Regions from separate parts of the Sus scrofa genome. Here region 2 is linked to region 1. The links are chromatin contacts, called in public HiChIP or PLAC-seq maps. All regions are on one chromosome and are shown on one strand. Each heading gives the region's core, a stretch centred on a gene start, on an enhancer-like site or on the middle of the called end of the contact. The rest is flanking DNA. Distances are from core to core; before and after follow the strand shown.

Evidence for each region. HiChIP or PLAC-seq counts read pairs in DNA pulled down with a chosen protein or histone mark.
Region 2: an H3K27ac HiChIP or PLAC-seq map of skeletal muscle shows a contact between it and region 1, with 11 times the contacts expected there. The contact joins the enhancer-like site here to the promoter of EFNB2 in region 1. A contact is called at or near these places in 1 of 5 promoter capture datasets (liver), 8 of 47 Hi-C or Micro-C datasets (embryonic fibroblasts, epiblast stem cells, fetal heart ventricle and 5 more) and 1 of 2 datasets of contacts at active chromatin or transcription factors (skeletal muscle).

Annotation. Positions count from the first base shown.
Region 1 is chr11:74,231,069-74,234,936 of Sscrofa11.1, forward strand. It overlaps EFNB2 (ephrin B2), which reads right to left and starts at 1,700. Exons shown (of 5, transcript NM_001114286.1): 1 at 1,579-1,700. The coding sequence starts at 1,700.
Region 2 is chr11:74,544,541-74,548,408 of Sscrofa11.1, forward strand. No RefSeq gene overlaps it. Among named protein-coding and RNA genes, the nearest start is that of ARGLU1, 280 kb to the left of the region's middle. Within about 2 kb of position 1,856, at least 33 of the 83 cell types and tissues checked have an H3K27ac peak or open chromatin away from gene starts, as enhancers often do. A contact at or near this core is called in epiblast stem cells, omental adipose tissue, retroperitoneal adipose tissue and 2 more, where this site is marked.

The DNA of each region.
Region 1 (3,868 bases), core at 450-2,949:
GCCCGCAGCGCGCAGGTCCGCGCCCCGCGCTTTCCCGCACCGCCCGGTGCCTCGCGCTTCCGAGGCTGGGGGGGGGGGTGTCAAGGTGTCACTGCTACTACCACTTTCCGGGCAAATGCAGCATCTTACAGCAAGGGAAAAAAGTAGTCCCTATAAGGCCGGGCTGCAGGGAAGGAGGTCGCCTTAAGTAACTTTTACAAGGAGCAGGGCTGGGAAGCATCTGCTTCATGGTGCCATGCAGCATCTTTTAAGAATTTCTCTGTAATCCGATTTAGCCGGGACGTTTTTCACCCTCTGATAGGGAATTCTTGGCTAACATGTTGGTGAATGTGAAATGCACCACTTTTAAAAGAGTGCATATAATTCTTTAATTAAGATGCGATCTCTAAATCCCCGTCCTTTTATTCCTAAATCCATGACGAACTCGCTCAACTTCAATTAGGTCACTGATTTTGCTTCTGATCTCAAATGCTTACTCCCCAACAGCCAATGTCTTCATGCTTGGTGTCCCAAGTTTCCCAAGGTGAAAATTCCATGATTCTATAAAATGTTTTTGGTTATGATTCGAAATGTGTCTGGAGAATGAGATGATACGCAATACTGAATGCACAGACGACTAATTATATATTTAGGGAGGGATCACCTTTTCTAAATTCTAGATGTACGCTGGTAGCTAGTACTGAAACTTAATCTGCACAAGGCCTGGCTTTCTCCCGGCTGCACTGTTTCATAAAAGCAAGTCGAATTCAAGGATCCTATTCCCCATTCCCGCCCAGGCTCCTCGAGTGCGAAGGCTTCAGGGGCTGTGTTGGCTGGGCCGGGCCTTAATTAGGCTTTTGCAGAAAACGTCCTCAAAATCAAGTCAGCTATCGCGACGGCACAGAGTTCGGGGCCGCTGGTTTAGAAAAGAAGGTAGAGGCCGACGTGCAGAGGGTTCCCCGGGAGCACTCTAAGGCCGGCCTCCAGGGCGGGGAGGAAAAGGGCTCGCCGCCCGAGTTCTCCCAAGCAGGCGAGCTCCCTGCGCACCCTCGGGCAGGCGGCGCGGCGCCGAGGCGCACGAGCTCCGGGCGGCCCAGAGACACCAGGCTCCCTTCTCCCGAGTGCTCTCCACGCCCGAGCACCGCCGACCCCGCCCGCCCGCGGGGCCTGGACCGCGCTCCGCTGCTCCTTGGGAGCACAGCATCCCCGCCTCTCCGAAGCCTGCAAGCCCTCGCGCGCAGGCCAGCATGGTTGGTGGCCCTGTTCCCCGGCCTCGAAAAGAAGCGAGGGTCAGGTATCGCCATCGGACACCTTCCCGGACATGACACTCGAGCCATCAGGGTTTTTTTAGCGCCAGGGAGCTGATGGGGGAAGGAGTGACTAGGAGGGCGCCCCTTAGGGCCGGCGCTCTGGCTGGAAGGCCGAGCGGAGTCACCATCAAGTGAAACGTGCTGGGGTGGGGGACAAGCGGACGCGAGTAATCGAGGTTCCAGAAACAGGCTCCGAGGCTCCACGGCCCGACCCTTCCTCCCGCCAGGACAGCACGGGGCGCGGCGGACCCCGGGGCGGCGATCGAGGGGGATTGCGGACGCTACTTACTTAGAGTTCGAGGAATTCCAATAGATGGGCTCTAAAACTATCGATCTGGAAATCGCAGTTCTGCATAAAACCATCAAAACTCCCCAGCAGTACTTCCACACGGAGTCCCTCCTCGCGGCCATGGCGAAGCCGCTCCCAGCTCCGCGCACTCCTGGCGTCGGAGGAACGGGGTGCGGGCCGAAAGCCCCAATCTTCCGGGCAGACAAGGAGGGACCGCAGGCAGCTCCGGGGCGCGCCGAGCAGCTCCAGCGGTTGCCGAGGCCAGGGACGTTCCCTTCGGGGCCCTCAGAACGCGGGGCGGGAGCGCACGCGCGGGGCGCGGCGGCGCGGCGGGCTCGGGGCTCCGGGGCGCCGCGCCGGACGCAGCTCGGACAGCCGTACCCCGTGCGGCTCCAGGGTGCCGGGCGCGGGGCGGCGGAGAGGGCGCGCGGCCGGGACACAAAGGCGGAGAGACGGACTCGGCGCGGGCGGCGGGCGCTGCGCCCTGAGCGGGGCCGCCTGGCACTATAGATCCAGGGGGGCGGGCAGTGGCCCGAGCGCGCGGGCGCCGCTTCGGCGCGGTTCCATGTCCCGGAGCGCGGACCGCGAGCTGCGAAGGGCGCCTCCAGGCGCCCGGGAGCCTCCAAAGTCCTCGCCGCTCCCAGCCCGCGGATCAGGCAGGAGGGGCTCGTTCCTCGCCGCGGGCGCCAGACGCGCGCGGGCCTTTGTGTGCGGGGTGGGCGCCGGGACCAGCTTCGCGCGCGGCTCCTCGCTCCGGCCGGCGCCGCCGTCCCCGCCGAGGAGAGTCAGCTCTGCCTGCGCGCTGTCAGAGCACTATAAACGCCGGGCCCCGCCCCACATCGCGCAGCCCATTGGTCCGTTGCTCCGCAGACGCGAGCGGATTGGGCGGCTGGCCGGTCCATCAGCCGCCCCCTCCCGACATTGGGAGCCGCGAGGCGGGGCGCCAGCTGACAGGTGAGCCCCGCCCCCGGCCAGGGCGGCGGCAAGAGCTGAGCGCTGGGAAGCCCTCGAGGGAGAGGAGGTTGCGCGTGCACCCGGCGCTCCCGGGGCTGCGGGATGGGGACGCTGGCAGGGGCGGGCGAATGGGGACAGGGACAGCACGGGCCACCTGTCCCCACGCCCAGCACGCGCTCTCATTGCCCGGGAAGTGTCCTAACTTCAGCCGAGGGACGACGTCGATGGCGAAACTTTCCCTCCGGAGTGGTTGGCAGTGGGTTTCCCGTGGGCCTTCCTCCTTAAATGATGTGCGCCTTCTGCGTGGACTGGCTCACGTCCTGTTCGCGCATCCCTTCGCGGCCCCCACCAGGCCTCTCAGTCATGCGTTTCACACCTGACTTCGGTACCAAACGTCAGCTGGCGCCGGGAGAAGCAAAACGACTCCCGGGGCGCGGACGTCCTGGCCCCGAGCCCTCCGCGCCTCGCTTCCCGCGAAGGGAGCACCTCTCCTTCCCCCAAGTGTCGCCTGCACACCCGCGCCCGCCGCGGGACCTTCTCCTTAATTAGCCTCTGCGACACACTCACGCCTCCCAAGGTGACCGGGGGATTTAGGGGTGACGGTGACAAATAGCGCCAAAACACAGAGGCGGCAGGAATTCTTCAGTTGGATTGTCGGCGAGGCGCTTGCCCAAAGAGTGGCTGGGACCGGCGCCTCCGCGCCGCCGCTTCCACGGACCCACAGCGCCCACTAGCGGCCGACGCGCTCGGCGGGAGCGAGCACCACGGTCTCGCCACCCGGAACCAGAACCCGCGACCCAACCACGCGGAAAGTCCAAAGGAGGATCTGCTGAAATGACAACAGCAGGGAGAGCTCGGAAGAAATAAGGCACAATACAAACGTAACAGTTCACAGTTGTTACATTTGGATACCAACACGCTTTAAAAAAAATCCTGACCCAGGGTTTCTTTAAAAATTTTTTTTAAATTATAGTTGATTTACAATGTTCTATAAATTTCTGCTGTGCAGCAAAGCGACCGGGTCGTACATACATATGCCTTCGTTAAAGGGTTTCTTTAATGTCTTAATGCAAGGAAGCGGACAGTATTCCTACATTTTTTTTTTTTTGCCAAATTATCCACTAAATTTATAACAAAATATATGTGGTAAAGAGAATCCTGTTTAGATACCGATTTGTTTTTAACTTTTCGTTGTAATAACTTTTGAAAGATTTTTATCGTGCATTAAGCATTCATTTTCTAAACATTAAACGTATTTAAACCAGGAGTGTTAAGAAATTTGTAAGACCGAAAACACTAACACACGCGAGTTATGAAATACATTCATGTTATTCCA
Region 2 (3,868 bases), core at 606-3,105, 310 kb after region 1:
TGCTACGACACTGTGCAAAACATCAGAAGGAGCCAGCACTGTTCAACATAGAGAATTTTCAAGAAACTTGAGAACTTCACTTAAATATGACTGCAGAAGAATACTTAGATTTTTCTTTCCCCCATGTGTGCCCCAAAGTCAGAATTAAGATGGATGAATAGAAATTATGAGCAAAGTGGGGCTTAATTTAAGGATGAATTGTCGCTCCATTATACGACCTGAAAATGGAATGAACCTTCTTTCAAGGTAGTGCTTCTCCATCACCAGATGTTTTGAAAATGAAGGATGAAGGCTTGCCAGAGATTCTGTTGATGGGCTCTGCTCAGAGGTTGGCCTTAGGGTCAGTTCTCTGAGTGCGCGCCAGGCGCCTTTCGCCAGCCCTGCCCGTACATCTCAGACTCAACATTGACAGTCACCACGTTTTCACTGAGATGGATACAAATAATCAGAGGGCCGAAGTTTCTTAAAAAATTAACCATCCCTCAGAATTTTGACCAGAGTAGAAAATGTTGATAGTTACATACTGATTTTCAAAATCATATATATGGTTTGGACTCCAGGGAAGTGTGGATTTAAGGCTCTTCACTGTGGAGAAGAGAGAAGAAATGCCGCCGTCCACAGAGGAGTTTCTTTCAGAGGCTGGGTTTGTTCCTGGGGCCAGCTGTGAGATCTCCCTTTCTAGAGGACAGCCTTTCTGCTAAGACGGAGTCAGGTTCAGCCAAGGTGTGCAGCGGACCCCGGGATGTAGGAAAATGTAGAAATTGCACGTTCCCCTTGGAAAGCATACAACCCTTACTGAGCTTTTAAAAATATCCTTTCCTATAAAATTAAATGTGAATAACCTGGAAGGCAACACATCATGTCTTTGAAAACTATGAAATCTCATATTTATTCTTTTCTTTTCTAATTTGAAATATTTGGAGGTATGGGGCATATTTCATGCCGCCCAGCAAATTCACGTTCCATATTTGAAGCGAAAGGTGATAAATTGTCTTGAGAGGAAAGGAAACACCTTTGTGTTAAACACTTAAGTTCATGTCAGTTTTGGCGAGTGATGCAGCTGCTTAGGAACTAAGAGGTTTTTTTCCCCCCCTTTTTATAAGACAATGAATTTTAAAAAGGGAGCCCACTCATTCCTCAAATTACCCAGGTCTTACTCAGGCTGGTGAGGCTGGCTGACTGGAATTCTGGGGCTCATGTGACCCCTATGCTGACTTTGGTTTCGGCTCAGAGTCGCCCGCGGTGTTCATCTTTCTTATTGTTATCATTTTAATAGCCAGCCTTTGTCTTTGTCCTGTACTTTTTACTTTCCTAAGGAAAAGCAAAAACAAAAAGTGAGCAATAGCCAGGCCAGACGTATGAATAGGGGAGTAGGCAGCCTGGTTGGGGAGGGTCGCTGGGGTAGGTCGCAGAAGAACAGAGGAAACACTGGTGCCCAGGAGGCTCCAGCCATTAGGAATTCAATGCCATGGTCTAAGGCTGGGAGGGGGAACGGAGTCGGGGGTGGCGGTGGGGGTGAGGAGAGGTGAGAGGAAGGGTGGCGCGGGGTGTAGGAGGGGAGCCCTGAGAACCTGGCCTTGGCCCCAGGGAAGGAGGAGGCAGCAGGGCCAACGCCTGCGATGGAAATGAAAGCGTGCTATTTTTACTTCCAACCACTCTATTAAAGGACGGAGAAGACTCACAGCACCAAACTGGAGACGCCTTTTTGGGTGGGGTGGGGCTTTCCTTGGAATCCTCCCCGGCCACTCGGATGGGGCTCGGTTCCGGGTCCAGGGATGGAGCTGGGAGAACCCAGGACGTGGAGGAGGAGGAAAGTGGAGAGAGAAGAGGAGGGTGCCCTCCTGCAGGGGCCACGTGGAGGCCCAACCTCAGCTCCGCGCGCAGACGGAGCTGCCAGGCTGCCGGAGGCTCCGCCCTGGCTCGTTGAAGGCGCTCTGGGTTCGCTTCCGAACACAGCCCTGGACGTTTTCCCTGTGCAGTGGGGTCGACTCTAAATTCAACAAAACGCTGAAACAAAGAAGTGAGGGTTTTTGGCTTTGGAGACAAAATGGAGCGAGGACCGTGTGCTGCTGGGGTCGCAGCGAAAACACAGGGGTCTTTCCAGGAGCCTTCACGACTTCCGACTGCACTTTAAAATCTATTTTGATGCCAGAATGTTTGTTTCTTTGGTTAGAAATCACTTCATGGAAACTGTATTTGTATGTTATTTCTTTTGGTCTGTAGAAGTAAGAGGATTTACCTTTCAACACACGGTTTCTGCTGTTATATACTGCCCTCTGCTGGCCACGTCGAGGGCGTGTGACCAGCCTCTCGAGTCAATGTTGAAGAATAATGAGGTTGGATTAATTCAAACACATAAAACTGACTTTTTTTCCTACTCCTTCTGGACAAAAACAACAACAAAATACTAGGTTGTTGCTACATTGAAAATAATACAGAGGTTGAAAGATGTTCTTTCTTAATCTTTGCACATCCTCCTACAATCATAATGGTAATTTTGAGGCGAAAGCAGAATTTGGCTCTCATATCATCTTTCTGCTTTAATGTGCCTTAAAGTATTCTTATGAGACTTATAAATTATAAATTCTTGCTAATCTTTATTTATTAAGGGCTAAATCATCTAAACTTTCCAAAAACATTAGAGCCTGTCAGCAATCCTCTCTCTGCACGTAAAGAAACCATCTTGGTACAAAATCCAAAGAATAAGACGAATAATGCAGAGAAATATCTTTGAAACCCAAACCAGATTTTGTAAGACACAGCTGAGCTGTGGCTCCTAAGTATTAGGTTATGTGGAATTGTTCACTAGCAACAGTCACCAGATCATTTCACATTTTGTGTAACTTACAAGTTCATAAACCATGGTGTCGATTCATGCTTAATTGTCAAAGGAACTGAGATGGAGTGAGAGTTGGTAGCAAAGCCTGGGTTAGAATTAATTGTCTCAAAATCCTCAGCCCGTTGCTTTGTCTCCTGAACAAAGCTCTGTCTTTCATAGTAATTAGGAGAAAGAATTTGGTGTGTCAGACACTTTCTCGCAAAACTAAGGTTCAGCGGTGAATTCTAATTAAAGTCATTTTATTAGTAAAAGAAAGTCAAACAAACTTTAAAAACATCTTTAAGAAGAGAAGCCCCTGTGGCTTGGAAATGGGACTGATCACTGTTGATGGAGTCGAAGTCTGTTTCAGAGTTAGCTGCGTGTGGTTGTTTATAATTATTTGGGGGTCGGAGGAGTCCTCTGTGGCTCTCCTGGGTTCTCGAAATTAAATAGCAGAGTTGCACCCGGCTCCATTCCGTTCTGGTTGAGTAAACTTCTTCAGGGTACCAGGGCTTCACGGCACTTCCTGGATGAACAGTTGGCTGCCGAGAGCAGGTTTATTTAAAGCAAGAAACTCGTTTCAATAAGTCTTTGGTCACGCCGGCTCGGGGGCTGTTAATGCCCCGTGAGCAAGGGCCCTACATGCTGTGGATATTCCTCCAAGAGCCTCTGGTTTCCTGACGATGGAGGGCTGAACAAAACCTTTTTTTTTTTTTTTTGGTACATCTGAGAGTTTATGTTCATTTTATTATACACAGTCTTAATTTGAGTCTGAAAAGGGGAGCTCCGGGGCAGACATAAAATTAACTTCTCTTTCAGTGTCCTAACCTTTGGGTTTTAATTTATTCACTTGTCAATCTCATGAATGCCTCATGAACTCCAGCCATTGATTTCCGTGGCCAATGCTATTTTTCCTGTTTATTATAATATATTGTCCCATTGTTGCTGGCCGTTTGCACTCAGTTAAATTTCCCACACAGCGGACAGGAAACTGCTCCACGGCCTCAGACTTCCTTGGATTGATTTTCAGAGGCCGGGAGGGACCTGCCC